3 separate regions of the Mus musculus genome follow, and all the other regions are linked to region 3. Evidence: chromatin contacts called from public Micro-C and promoter capture Hi-C data. All regions are on one chromosome and are shown on one strand. The core of a region is the stretch at or near the end of the contact, and the rest is flanking DNA. Distances in the headings are between cores, read along the strand shown.

Region 1 (4,682 bases), core at 326-2,825, 1.6 Mb before region 3:
GCAAGGGTACTCATCTTTGAGAGAACACAGGACAAACGAAAAGGTGTACTCAGAATCCTGGGTTCAGATTTCACAACTTACTGGCTGATTGATGAAGCTATTTACCTATAAATACAGCAAATCCAGGAAACAGGAGTCGCTGGGAGGAGTGACGGCTAAAGTCCCGAGGTTGGTGTGGCACACAGTAAGCACTATATTGGATCAGGGTTATAATCACCCCATCGCTCCCACAGAGGTGTCCCGGGCTGGGTGGTTTTGGAAAACTCTTTATAGTCGGACTTATTCTCTGCCCACTTCGGAAAAGGTGGGTGTGCACACGCGGCGGGCTCTGAACCTCTCCCACCGCAGAGAGCAAGACACCCGAAACAGGATCTGGGTCTGAAGACTGGGCGGGGTTCTCCCTCTACCCCATCAGGGTGCTTTCCCGCCCCAGCACAAGAGCCCAGCCCAACTAAACCAGCCCTGCTGCAAAAGCCACAGGCTGCCAGGACTGGATGGGGCCAGTGTCCGCCACTGGCGAAGAAACTGAGGTTCGCCGGCCTCTTCTCTGACCAAACGCATCGGTCTAAGTCTGCTGTGGACAGAGCTTGGTCTCAACTTTATTTGAGGGGAAAATAAGAGAAGACACAGAGGAACAAATTTAACATGAGGGAGTTTCGACAGTTTAGGGAGGCAACGGTCCGGTCTAATGAATGCACTTCTCTGATACCTACAGAAACCTCCATTTCAGGGTAGGGTTACCCACGTGACCTTAAAAGGCAGAGAGCACAAACTTTTCTCTTTCTCTCTCTTCTCTTCAAACACCCAATCTGCAAAGCGATTTTTCTCTTGGGACAGACGACTTTCCTAACTGCCTCGGCAAGCCGGAGGGTAGCACCCAGCGCCGGCTCCGGGACGGGTCGGTTGAGTCGCGCTTCCTGGACGAGGCGGTGCTTTTCGCGCGCTCGCTCCGGGCGAATCTGCCCTTCCCTCACTCACCGGTGTCCAGAGTGGTGAACCTGCCGCTCGGGCTGTTTCGCCGGTTGCTACTGCCGCCGCCGGAAATGCCCAGCATCTGCAGATGCCGGGCCAGCTCGAACATGCGGTCCCACTGGCCCTCGGCGCGGCAGCGCTCCACCTCGCTCTCCACCTTCAGGTGGGTGCCGTGCGCGCCCTTCGCAGCCATCTTCGAGCAGGAGCTGTCATGGGAGGTGCGGCGGAGGAGTGGAGACCAGGCCGGGGGCGGCGTCCAGGCTGGGGAGCACTCTCCAGCAGGCTTGACGGGAGTGCAGACGGCATCCGGGGCCCGGGTGGCAGAGGGGGCCCGGGTAACGGCAAGGGGCCCGCAGCAGCAGCAGCAGCAGCGGCGGCGGCAGCGCCCACCGCACCGCCTGGAGCCTCTGGACTGGGGCTGCGGCTGCGCGACCCCAAGGCGTCCAGAAGCAGCCTCCGCCGCTGCTGCAGCAGCTCCTGACGCTGCTGTCTCCTCCTGTGCAGCAGCTGCTGCCACAGCTCCCGCCCCGTGCCCGGGCGTCTCCAACAGCGGAACCTCCCCGGGCCGCGGCTCCACCCCAAAGTGGGCGTGGCTATCCCCCGCCGGGCTAGGCGAGCCGACCGCCAGCGAGGCCACAGAAGCCAAGCGCGCACACGGCGATCTCGGGCCGCCCTCCGCCGGCTCCCCGCCGCTGACTGGGTGCTCACTTTAATGCTGCGGGGAGCCCGGGAGCCCGGGGGCGCCTCGCTCCCCGTTCCCTCCCCATCCCGTCAGGACTCTTGGCCTGGGGTCCTCCGCCCGGACCGCCCGGCTTTGTGTGGTGGCCCCGTCACCGCCACAGCCTGAGGCACGTCACAAATCCGAGGAGCGGCCGACAGGACAGTCCTGGTCCCGGGCTCTTGGCGGATCCGGGTCGGATGCAACGCGCCCGCCCGCAGGGCTGCGGATAGACCGGCCGGGGCAAGTCCCTAAGCTCTTCGGATGTCCCCAACTCGGAGAGGGTTTATGTTTGTTTTAACTGCCGGACTCCTCTTTCCATCGGAATGCCTACTCTGGGTTCTAAAAGAGGATCTCAGCTGATTTTCCACTTGCTGCTACTTTATTTTGGTGTCTAAAGGCTGATCAGAACTCCAGGGAGCGCCCGACTCCGCTCTGCTCCGCTCTAAGGCCAGCGGTGCCCAGAAGTTCAAAGGACTCTGGGCGGGGCTTGGAGGGCGGAGCCAGGACTACCCTGGCTAGAAGGCAAGTATCGTGACCCCACCCTCGGTGAAACTGGAGCTGTCAATCCTGCCTGGGAATTGAGGATGTAGCTAAAACCACAGCCAACACTGAAAAAAAAATCCCCAGGGCCTGTACTTAAGTCACTTGTTGTGAGGTCCATTCCGAAAACGTTCGAGAATGATTTCAGGCAAGCTTTTCAGTAGTTCGAAACTGACCGCTTTCTACTTCTCCGGGAGGTCCTTCCACTCCCTGCCCCTTGCTGCCGGGAAATTTACAGCTTCAAGTTTCAGTACAGAACTAAGGTTTTCGGGTCTATCAGAGCACAGGCTCCTGACGCCCATTACCAGGGCCGGTCCCTATCAAAACTTCAGCTCCTCCGTGTGATCGAAATGAAGCCCCCTTCCTCCCTGGAAGGCAAGATTCCCTGCCCCTGTGTGCAGAACCTGAGGTTCTGCAGAACTAGGTTTCACGGAGGCGGTGGGGCAGGGGGATGGGGTGGGGAGAGGGTTGGGGAAGGCAGAAAGAGTGAAAGACTGACTTGGGTATCCTGAGAATGCGTTTTCAATTTACCTAGTCAGAGTGTTAGTGGGAGATACCCCTGGGGCCAGAGGGAACAGCAGGATTGACAGAAAGGGGAAGGGTAGACTGATAGAAACAAAGAAACCCCATCTTTTCTTCCCATTCTTTTGTCAACCACGGTTGCAAATACTGGAGGACTGGCTGCAGAGAGCATTAGCTCTTGTCTGTTTGACTCTATCATCAGTTTGAGTGTGGGCACGGGAGGGCACAGAGTTCGTGCCTCAGATACAAAGCAAGTGTTCCTCCAGGCGCCTGACCGCGTCTCAGCTCTTTGCTAGCAGAGCCAAGATCCTCATCTTCTAATGACCAGCATTAGGAAGAGAGAGTGGAAACCTATAGGAAAAAGAACAAACGAAAAAGTCACAGAGCTGTGACTGCATTAATAACATCTGGTGAGATAAAAGGCAAGTAGCAAGTGGGGTTTGTTGCATGTGGTGGTGCACGCCTGCTGTCATAGTATTTGGAAACTAAAGGCAGGGGGATTAAAAAGAATTCAAGGCCAGCCTGGGATACATAGCAAGATCCTTTTTTTTTTTTTTTAAAGAAAAGTAATGTTATTTATTTATTTAATTTACATAATCTTGTATCTCACAGACAAATTCAGGATTAACTTTAGTCAAGACCACTCTGATGCCAGCTTACCAAAGCTGCTAGCCAACATCGTGGTGGTCTCCCAATGATTTTACTGCTCCACATGAAGAGGAACAGCTTTGACCCCAACAGTCTTATTAGTGTTTCTAAGAAAGACAATGAAGTTCATGGAGGAAGTATGGGGGGTTGGGGGGCAGGTTGGTATTTTGTTTGAGACAGGTCTCACTATGTTGCTCTGTCTGGCCTGGAACTCACCGTGTAGACCAAGCATCCTGAGTGCTGATACAAACGGCGTGCACCTCCACAATGAGCAGAAGTGTGCATCTTTCAAGTGAGCAACAAAAGACATGAGGAGTGGAAGCCGCCCTGAAGGCTGCTTTGACTGCATTGTTAGTGGCTGTCCCTAGACAAGTGAAAGCCCCTGGACTGTGGGAAAGACTGTAACAGGATATTGATATTTATTAAGGTAAGGGCTCATGAGATCTCTCTCATACTTGGATCTTGAAAGGTTTATGATACTTAGGTAGGCCCAGAAGCACACAGTATTGAAGTGCTAATTCTAACTCCCCGAAAGCCTTGGATCCACTGGGGAAAGGTTACTAGGGGCTTGATTAGGTCAAATTAACAACACAGAACTTTCAGAAAAGGTGGGATCACACTAGCTGCAGTTGTCAGTAAGAATCGGAAACCCTTGCAACTGTCTTTTCTCTAATTTGTCTAAGCCCCTTTGGGGGTGCCTGGTTTTCTACAATTAAAAGTTTATCTCTATATGGAATAAATCTTGCCTTTCCTTACAAATTAACCTGTGCACGGCACTCTTAGGTCCTCTCTGAGCTAGAGAAGTAAGCGGAGGGGTGACTCAGTCTTACAGTTCTCCTTTGTAGGAGTCAAGAAAAGGTCATCCACATATTGAAGAAGAAGAGAGTCCCAGGGTACATTGTGGCCTTGGATTCTTGGTTGGGCATTTGGGAAAAGGAGAAGGATACCCCAGTGAGTCCAAGACACAGACACCATATAGTATTGATCTCCTCTAGAGAAGACAAATAGAACTGTTGAGGGTTGTTGTTGTTGTTCATTGTTTTTGGTGTTTGTTTGTTTGTTTGTTTAATCTAAAGAGACACCAGGAAAAGCAATGAGAAGCTCTGGGACCTCACAATGGCATCTGAGTTGGCGCTGGGAGCCAGCGGAGAGTGAGACTCTCACTGACAATATTGCATTTATGTCAACCAGTAACTTGAAATAATGTCTTTTAATCTTTAAGGATGTGTTCCCTGGTGGGTTCAAGGGTAAAATGTAAATTGGAACACCCCTCTTGTGG
Region 2 (4,614 bases), core at 1,862-4,361, 1.3 Mb before region 3:
GGTCCTTTATCTCGGCAGCAAGCTTTTGTAAGCTGTGTGAGCTTAGATGTACATACACGTGCATGTGGTTGCCCCGGTCTCTGCTATGCAGAAGGCAAATATTAAGTGGGCTTGCTGAGTAAAGTACATGTTTAAAACACGACCATTGCAACAACAAGATGAGGTAGATTAAGAAATTAAAAATTGGGAACTTTCTTCTCCAAAAACTGTTTCAACTATTGTCAACTCCCTGTCTATCAACAGCACCGCTCGGAAGTCGGAGGTACTTGACTGCTGTCCACTCCTTGCCCTCCAAAATGGATGAAAGGGGTGTTGGTGGGGTTAAAGAATAACCAAAACAGGCCCTAGAAGTTGAGAATCACACACACACACACACACACACACACACACACACACAGCACTGGCCTGAGCCACTTCAGTGAAAGGGGTGTCCTCCCCTTTGCACTGCTGGCAGGTCTCCATTCTCAGATGTCCCTCTAACTCAGTGCTCCTCAACCTTCCTATTCTGTTCCCCGTTAACACAGCTCCTCCTGTTGCTGTGACCCCCAACCATAAAGTTATTTTGTTGCTATTTCATAACTGTGATTTTGCTACTGTTATGACTCTTAATGTAAACATTTGATGCTTAGGATAGCTGATAGTGATCCCTTCCCGACAGGCTGAGAACCACTGCTCTAACAGTTGAGAAATCGGGGCCAAATCAAGCCTCTCCCACCTCCCCAAAAACCCACAAAATATTTCTAGACATGAGTATAGAATCTGAGAGCGTACGATGCTAAAAGGCAGATCTAATCAAACACATATTTAGCATATCGTATCTGGTGGTATTTCTCTCCCCCTGGGCCCCACCCCACCCCACCTCCATCTTCAGCCCCCTGTTCACAACTAAAGCGCAAAGACTGGAGTCACTGTTCACCGTTCAATGGCTCGCGCATCCTCAGGGCTCTCAAGCCTGCATAAGACACAGCAACTTCCAAAGACTTCAGAGCACACTGCAGAGCTGAATTCTGCGAAACCATCACCTTAGTCAGCCCCAGAAGAAAGAAAGTGGGTCTGGCAAGACAGTGGAGCTAGGTTAGGGAGACAGAACCCCCAAGAAAACCCCTTAACCCTACAGGAGAACAGTCTGACCCTTCAGTTTGCCAGCACTAGCCAGAGACTGCAGAAAGACGCGTTCCTTTCCTTTCTGCACATAATCTCTCCAAAGAAAACACAAAGTCACCTGGCCCTCCAGGGGGAAGAAAGCTTCCTCCAAGACTCCAGCTGAACTCTTAACCCTGCCGCCCCAACCCCAGGGAGTGGCTGACGGTTGTTGTTTCTTTTCTTTTTCCCTGTGCTCCTCTGGTAACACCACAAATTACGTTTTCAGGGACTGGAGTCCCAGAGTGCAATGATGTTGTAATAAACACAACCAGGACCAAACGCCTTCCCAGCCTCTTAGATGATGCCATTTCCCACCAATCAGGCTCCTCGGGCAGGCAGACCACTCACCAATGAGGGCCCAGACAGAGGCTGCGAGGGGGAGACCTGGTCATCAGCAACTAAAAATAAGAACGCTTTACCATTGGCTGCTGCCACTTTGCAACAGGAGTTGGGACCCACTCACCAGGCAACACACGTAAAGACCCATACAGTCAAAAACTTTTCACATCGCGGGGTTCACGCTGGTCTGCGTTTTCTTTTGGGTTTGTTTCCTTAATTTGCTGACTTAAGAAAAAAAAAACCAACCTGATCTTGAGGCAGCCCCCCCCCCCAAAACACACCCTCCCACCTAGACACCTCAGTTTCCAAAGGCCCTCCACAGCCACACAGAATTGGCGAGAGATGGGGGTAAGGGAACCGGCCAGAAGCCAAAACACTCACCTGTCCAGCTGTGTCATAGAGTCCCAAGAGGTACTGCTTGCCCCCCACGGTGACGCTGACTGCAAGGACAGAAGTGGGGGGTGGGGAGAGAAGCTCACAGTGATCTGAGATCTAGCACTTTGGCTCCCCACAGTAACCTCCTTTCCCAAATACTGGGAAGCATGTGGGTGCTCCCCAGGAGACAACATTCCCCTTTTATCCGAGTCCACTTCACTGCCAAGTTGCATGAGATATAGGTGTAATGTGGCCCCTGCCATCCACTCCCCCCCCCCCCCAAACCCTGTAGCCACGTCTACTAGTGTTCCCAGATGTTTCCCCTACAGGGGTTTCGGGCAGTAAGGGAAGAGGCAGCTGGAAGGTCAAGAAGGGCGCTCAGGGGACTGAAAAGTGTGGGAGACGGGGCGAAGGGGGAGATAGGAATGGGGTGGGAGTTGCTGCGAGGGGTGGGGTGACCAGAGGCACAGCTTGGGGGGGGGGGTGAAGCCGCCAGGCAGAGGGCACGGCGGGGGAGGGGAGCACGCTCAGGGGAGGCAAGCCAGGGGGCTCAGCCAAAGTTGCTCCAAAGTTCCCAGCCGGGGATCAGCCCCTTAGTCAGCAGGGCAGAGGCGTACCTGCGTAGTGGTCGAAGACAGTGGGCACGTACTCCTCGGGGAAGGCGTCGTTGGCATAGCTCATGAGCAGGCACGTCTTGCCCACCGCCCCGTCGCCGACCACCACGCACTTCAGCATCAGCGCGCCGGGCCCGTGAGCCATGCTGCGGCCGGCCGGCCTCGGGGCATGGTCCCCCCGGAGCCCCCGCCCTGGCCCCGGGCTCAGCCCCAGCCCGCTTGGGGGGTCCGCCGTCGCCGCCGCTCGGCGCAGCAGGGCCGCCCTCCCGGCCCCATGCAGCGGTTCCCCTGACCGGAGGAGAAGGTGCGGCGGGCCCGGGGCGCAGCCGCCGCCGCTTCGATCTCTGCCCCGCTCCCCGCCCTGGCCCGGCTCGCCGCGCCCGCCTGCTGGCCCCGCCGCTCGGCGCCCGAACCCGCTCCCCGGCCCGGCCTCCCCAGGAGGATCCGCCGGATCATAAGACCGTCCGGCCCCAGGGGAGTCGGCAACTTTGGGGAGGGCGGCGGAGGGGAGGGGCCAGGCGGCTCTGCCCGCCCCGCGCCGCTCCGGCCCCCGCCCTCCTGGGCCGGTGAAGGGGGGTGGGGGAGGGCGGTCCGGGCGGCTCCGGAGTGCGGCGCGCCCCGCGCCCGCGCCCGCCGTGCGCTCCTGCCGCTCACCCAAGCTTGACTCCCTGGGAGTCGGGCGCGGAGGCCGAGGAGGAGGCGCCCTGTATCCGGGAGGATGGGGGCTGGGGGAGGGGCTCTTGGGCAGCCGCTAGGAAGGAGCCCAGGGCTCCTCGCGAAAGTGCGGCCAAAGCCCGGAAGCGTCCGCAGGCCCCGGTGCCCGGAGGAGACGTGAAGGCCTTTCGGGGAATCACGACGACTTCCACGGTGACGCAATTCTGCAACATTATACAGATGTGTATATTTAAATTCTGCCTGGAAGGCAGGAGCCATCTCGTCGGCCTGCAAGTGCTCCACGCAACTAGAAATCAGGAACAGCGGCCAAGAGGGTTATAAATATAATTAATAACAATAATTAGAAAGGTGTGCGGAGGCTGGGAGGGTGGTGGGTCTCGGAACTGGAAAACTGAGACTTCTGGCTTATTGCTTGCTCCTCAGCATCACTACCCCACGCTTTTCGCAGCACGAGCTTGAGTCATTTTCTATGAAATCGGTGACTAAGAGATGCAGCATATTGCACCCCCAACCAGCCACAAAGGGGCGAGCCCTTGTCAGGAGACCACAGATGTTATTTGTGCTCCCCCTGGAGGCGACATCGTCCGAGGCTTCCTTTCGCTTCCAAGCGTCTCTCCAAAAGTATTCAATTGTGATCCCTGAGGTATGATGTAGCCTCGCGCTCTGAGACTTGGCCAGTGATTCAGGACCAACCCTGCGCCTCTGTCTGGCAAGTCCGGAAACACTTGTCTGGCCAGGGCCAGTTAGTTGTGTGGCCGAGTGCTGCTTTAAATGTACGGTCTTGGTTCGAAGGCTCACTCTGCGCTGACTGACCCCACACCGCAGCCTACCCCCAAGCTTGCTGACAGGGAAGTCCTTTCCTCTCACCAATTCATAGTGGTAGAAAATGCTGTGTTGAGAGGTGCGTGGGTCACTCATACCCTTGCCCCCGGGATTTAGGTGGGGGAAACTGGGACCAGTGAAGTGGTTACCAAAAGGTTCCCTGTCACTCCCGGTGTTCAAGGGCCACCTGGGGAGATGCCTACTGTGATGCCCTCATTTCACTTCCACGAACCCTGGACGCCAGTTTTCAAGTCATAATCCTGATTTCAATTCGACCAGGAAGATTTCAAATAGTATTTAACGTTCCTTGTGAACGTAGGGGAACATCTCTCCATACCCTGTCCATTGCATTCGAGTGGAGGTACTTGCATTGACTACACTAATAAATCTGAAAGTTACTTCATACATTCTGAAAGGTTAGGAAAGGCACCACACTATCTTGAAGTCAGGTCTTGACACTTTCCCGTGAAGGAGAAGAGAGCAAGGTTTGCTGCTTGCATCACCATTAGCTCTGGCTGTGTTTGCGAAGACTAGTATTCTGAAAGGAGGAAATGTGGAAAGGTTAAAGAGCTGTAGGAGCCAGCTCTGCCGGAAAGCTGAACTTGGTCCAAGCACCACAAGTTAGTAGCATGGCTGGCTGCCTTTC
Region 3 (4,744 bases), core at 282-2,781:
ATCTTGGCATTGAATGTCACTAGGAGCTTGCAGCTGGGTGGGAAAGGGCGGAATGGATGCCCAAAGGACAAGCCTTGCCAAGAAATAAGCCGTGGGCCTTTCAAACTCTGGAAACTTCAGGGATGTCCCTGACCCCACCCCTCCAGTGCACCCCTAACCTTCTATTGCTTGGATTTTTCCAAAGGACCAGCACTTCGTATGTTCTGGGGGAGTTCTGACAAAGAAACAAAAAGCAGGGCTCCTCCTACCCACTTTCTAAGGCCAATCTTGCCGGAACTTAGCGCTGGGTTCTCAGGCAGAAGAGACCAGGAACCCGAGCCCAGAAGTAGGGAGACAGGAAGCTGGTAAATCCAGTCTCTTCTGTGCACCTCACCCCCACCCCGGGAAGTGCGACAATTACCCTACACACGCTGCCCTGGGCTCCCCGGGGCAGTCTGCGGGTCTATGCGGGCTCCCCTGTTTTGTGTCGCCGCCCTTGCAAGATTCAACTTCCGTAAAGGCCACACGAGACTGCCGGGAGTTTCTCGGGTCCTGGGCCCCGTGGGGTTAAGTCTGAGTCCCCGCCTGGCGAGGAGCAGATCGCGCCGAGTGGGGGCGGTACCGGCCGCGGGGCAAGCAGCCTGCTGCGAAAGGAAGGAAAGGCGGGATCCTCCGGGAAGTTGATTCTCAGGCGTCCAGCTGCGGCCACTGCCAAATCTCTGACTTCTCTCCCCACCTCCTCCCCCTTTCCCTAGGGGATAGACATCTCGGGTCCCGGGTTTCTTGCATGGGGGTGGGGTGTTGTCAGCTAGAAAAGCCAAGCCTTTCAGAGGCCCCCTAAGAGAATCCAAACTCTCCATCCCACTGACCTCCTCCTGGGTTAGTGTCTCTGCCTGTCAGCTGCGACCTTCCGAGCGACGCAGTGACCCAGCCGGAGCTGGAGCACCTGGCGAAGCCTGGGTGAGGCTGTTGCGACGCCTCTTATTTAAAAAAAAAGGGAGGGGTGTCTCACACTTTTTCTCTTGAAGGCTCCTTCTGTCCCCCTCTTTTCCTTTCCTGAAAGGCACCCCCTTAAACGGTCCTCCGCCTTCCCTTCTACTCCCTTCCTTCCCCACTTCGGTCCTCCTCTTTTCTTCGAGGGCCCCCACCCAGCCCCCTCCTTCGGGGTCCTCCTCCTCCTCTGCTCTTTGGGCGTCCGCCCCGTCAATCACCGCCGTCTCGGGGCCCCAGCCCGGCTCCTCTCCGCCTCCCGGGCTCTGGGAGTGCCTGGGGCTCCCGTCTCGGCCAACCTCCGCTCTGTGCAGAGCCGGGGCGATCTGTCAGCGGAGCTGGCCGAGGGGGGCGGGGGTGGGAGCCGCCCGGGCCGCCGGGGCTCGGGTTACCGGTGACTGACAGCGTCTCCATGGCGAATAATTTGACTCGACTATTGTCTGGCGCGGGCAGGCCCCGGGTCAGATAACCCGACCAATCAGGGCGCGGGCCGCCGCGCCTCATGCCCGCTTAGAATAATATTATTAAAAAAGCTGCAAGCGAGCTAGACGGGAGGGAGAGCGAACGAGCGAGGAGCCGGCGAGCGAGCGGCGGGCGGGCGCGGAGCATGCGGAGCGGCGCCCCGGGCGGCCTCCGGGCTTGGGCGCGGGCGAGGCGCGCGGGCGGCGGGGGCGCGGAGCTGCGCGGGGCCGGCGGCGGGAGCGAGGACGGATCGTTGTGACTCAGGAGTCGCTCGGGAGCCGGCGCCTGGCCAGGGGGCCCCGCCCGCCTGTCGGCCGGCCGGGGCCGGCGGGGAGGCGCCCATGCGGGGCCGCGAAGCGCGGTGAGGGCGCGCGCGGGCGGGCGGGCGCGCAGCCGCCACCATGTCCATGCTGCCCACCTTCGGCTTCACGCAGGAGCAAGTGGCGTGCGTGTGCGAGGTGCTGCAGCAGGGCGGCAACATCGAGCGGCTGGGTCGCTTCCTGTGGTCGCTGCCCGCCTGCGAGCACCTCCACAAGAATGAAAGCGTGCTCAAGGCCAAGGCCGTGGTGGCCTTCCACCGGGGCAACTTCCGCGAGCTCTACAAAATCCTGGAGAGCCACCAGTTCTCGCCGCACAACCACGCCAAGCTGCAGCAGTTGTGGCTCAAGGCGCACTACATCGAGGCGGAGAAGCTGCGCGGCCGGCCGCTGGGCGCCGTGGGCAAGTACCGCGTGCGGCGCAAGTTCCCGCTGCCCCGCTCCATCTGGGACGGCGAGGAGACCAGCTACTGCTTCAAGGAGAAGAGCCGCAGCGTGCTGCGCGAGTGGTACGCTCACAACCCCTACCCGTCGCCACGAGAGAAGCGCGAGCTGGCCGAGGCCACCGGCCTCACCACCACGCAAGTCAGCAACTGGTTCAAGAACCGGCGGCAGCGCGACAGGGCGGCCGAGGCCAAGGAAAGGTACGAGTAAGTGAGCATCTGCGCCGGCTTCCCTGGTCCTGGGAGAAACGGGTGCGGGAGGATGGGGAGCTCCTGGACAGGACTAAATCGCACCCGGACCCCGGGTACCAAGCTCGGCCGCAGCTCAGGCTGGCTCAAAACAGCGCTTAGGTCTTTTCTGGAGGCTGAGCGACCCGGAATTTGTCTAAAGCGGGCAAAGCGGTGCGTAAGTTCAGTAACTAATTCCTCAGTCGCTTGTGGACTAAACTGGAAAAACGGCGAGTTTCAGAGAGGGCAGGGCTGTGGGCCTGAATTCCCTGCGAGGTAAGCGTAGGCTTAGGGCCTGATCTTCGAACAACCAAGGGCGTCGGGGATCAGGGGGTTTAGGACGTCACCTCCAGGTCAAAGAGATTTTTAGGGGTCAGGGCAGGGGTTGGAATCTCCCTAGTATTATCTGGGTAATGACTGCAATATCTATGCAAGGTAGACCTATTCCTTGTCTGGGCATAAGAGCTGGGCACAAGAGAGTTGGGAGTTATCCCGCGTAGAAAGGACCCAAAGATGTAAGGCCTCCGGGGGAAATGTCTGCTGAGGAAGAGAAGGCAATCCAGCCTGCCTTTCCTGAACTTGCCAGACCCTTGAAGACCTCGCTCTCCTTAGGTTCTGCTCTCTTTGATGGGCAAGTCGGGTGTGCGAGGTAAACTGGGATCTGCCGAAAGACTGGGAGCTTTCTTTTCTATCGGAATCTAAGACTTTCCAAACTAACCTAAGCTACAGACACCCCTGTAACTGTCTGTAACCCGCTTTGGGCTTAAATCTGGACAAGGAAACTAGGGGATCGAGATCGGAGAGAAACGGATTATGGGAACGGATTTCTCCTTGGGGAACAGCAAAACAAGACACCTGGGTTAGGTGATGTGGATGTGTTGAACACCGTTTGAAGGATCCAGGGTCAGGGTATCGAACAGTAGGGGCAGAAGAGCAAGCTGCAGACTGGACCTGGGTATTTGAAATCCCCAAGTTTGACTTTGAATGGCGATGATGTCTTGCTCATTCCCCCACCCCCCACCCCAAGAAATCTGAAAGAATGGCCGTTAGGAATCCACTAATAGGTTTTACCCAGGATTTCAAATACCCATATCTGGTCAGGGACTGTCCGCAAAAGCAGGCAAGAGGTGGATTCATCTGCGATGGGTTCTCCTCTGTCAGGCTCCATAAGGGCTGGGGTTCCTGACTAGGCCCCAGGTGAGAGCTACAGATTGTGCCTCCTTGTTTCTGCCTACGATCTGAGCCAGCTCTCAGCACCCTGCCCTTCCTTCTACCTTCTCCCCTAGGGAAAAGGAGTCCTCCATTCTCAAAGCCCCATCTTTCTGCCCAGTCAAATGAGCTCCTGCTCAGCTTGGAATTAGGGATCATAGTCTCAGTAGGGAGGGGTTTCCCTCGCGCAGAGAAAGGCAAAGGGAAACTAGGCCTGTGCTCACCCAAGTCGAAGTGGGCCCCTCAGCCTGGGCTCGCTGTATCTGAAGCTTCTATTCCCCACTTCTACCCAGCAAAGCTCGTTTGTACGGTATTTTCCCTCACTTCTCCCAACTCCAGGCTCCCCACTTTGGTGCCGCAGCTCTCTTAAGGAATGGGGTGGGAGACAGGACAGGAAATACTGGGAACAGGAAAGGTAGTCATGACATTAAGGACATGGGCTGATACAGGGAGAGGGACAAGCGAAAACTAGTGTTGAGGGTTTGAGAACGCAATTAAGAACAAGAAGTCAAGTGTGGGAATGGTAGAAACAGCAAACACCCTTTAGCAACCGCAGCGGGGCCCCAGGTGCTGGCATCCTGAGGGTCAGCGCAGAGTGGCCCTGGTTCCCCCTGACCCCGCTCCTTTCCTCCTGCGCTTGCAGGGAGAACAGCGAGAACTCCAATTCCAGCAGCCACAACCCGCTGGCTTCCTCGCTCAATGGCAGTGGCAAGTCGGTGCTAGGCAGTTCCGAGGATGAGAAGACGCCGTCGGGGACTCCAGACCACTCGTCGTCCAGTCCCGCTCTGTTGCTCAGCCCGCCGCCGCCCCCTGGGCTGCCTTCCCTGCACAGCCTGGGCCACCCTCCGGGCCCGAGCGCAGTACCCGTACCAGTGCCCGGTGGAGGCGGCGCGGACCCACTGCAGCATCACCACAGCCTGCAGGACTCCATACTCAACCCCATGTCGGCCAACCTTGTGGACCTGGGCTCCTAGAGCTCTGTTCGCCTCCGGGCGCTTGCTTTCCGTGCTTGATGAAGCGGTGTGGGAGGGCGATAGATTCTGGAGTCTGTGCCGCGTACTGGAAGACTGCCCTGCCACGCTGGAGCGGCAGAACCGGCGGCGGGACAAAGTGGAC

What was found. Promoter capture Hi-C pulls out the DNA fragments that hold promoters and counts their contacts. A called contact is a pair of places that touch in the nucleus more often than the background predicts.
Region 1: a Micro-C map of embryonic stem cells shows a contact between it and region 3, with 5 times the contacts expected there. The contact joins the promoter of 4833418N02Rik here to the promoter of Six2 in region 3. A contact is called at or near these places in 1 of 484 Hi-C or Micro-C datasets (embryonic stem cells) and 1 of 115 datasets of contacts at active chromatin or transcription factors (astrocytes).
Region 2: a contact with region 3 is called in a promoter capture Hi-C map of embryonic stem cells, with 5 times the contacts expected there. The contact joins the promoter of Rhoq here to the promoter of Six2 in region 3.

What each region holds. Positions count from the first base shown.
Region 1 is chr17:87,279,707-87,284,388 of GRCm38.p6, reverse strand. 4833418N02Rik (RIKEN cDNA 4833418N02 gene) reads left to right here and starts at 1,575. Exons shown (of 5, transcript NR_015506.3): 1 at 1,575-2,215; 2 at 3,627-3,830. Ttc7 (tetratricopeptide repeat domain 7) reads right to left here and starts at 1,503. Exons shown (of 20, transcript NM_028639.3): 1 at 979-1,503. The coding sequence starts at 1,165.
Region 2 is chr17:86,961,608-86,966,221 of GRCm38.p6, reverse strand. Rhoq (ras homolog family member Q) reads right to left here and starts at 3,111. Exons shown (of 5, transcript NM_145491.2): 1 at 2,475-3,111; 2 at 1,864-1,922. The coding sequence starts at 2,616. It overlaps LOC115488765 (hapless 2-like), which reads right to left. Exons shown (of 3, transcript XM_030250169.1): 3 at 2,676-3,349. The coding sequence ends at 2,676.
Region 3 is chr17:85,685,041-85,689,784 of GRCm38.p6, reverse strand. It overlaps Six2 (sine oculis-related homeobox 2), which reads left to right and starts at 1,531. Exons shown (of 2, transcript NM_011380.2): 1 at 1,531-2,392; 2 at 4,272-4,744. The coding sequence starts at 1,833. The coding sequence ends at 4,602. CJ186046Rik (a long non-coding RNA gene) reads right to left here and starts at 1,291. Exons shown (of 9, transcript XR_001782258.2): 1 at 1-1,291.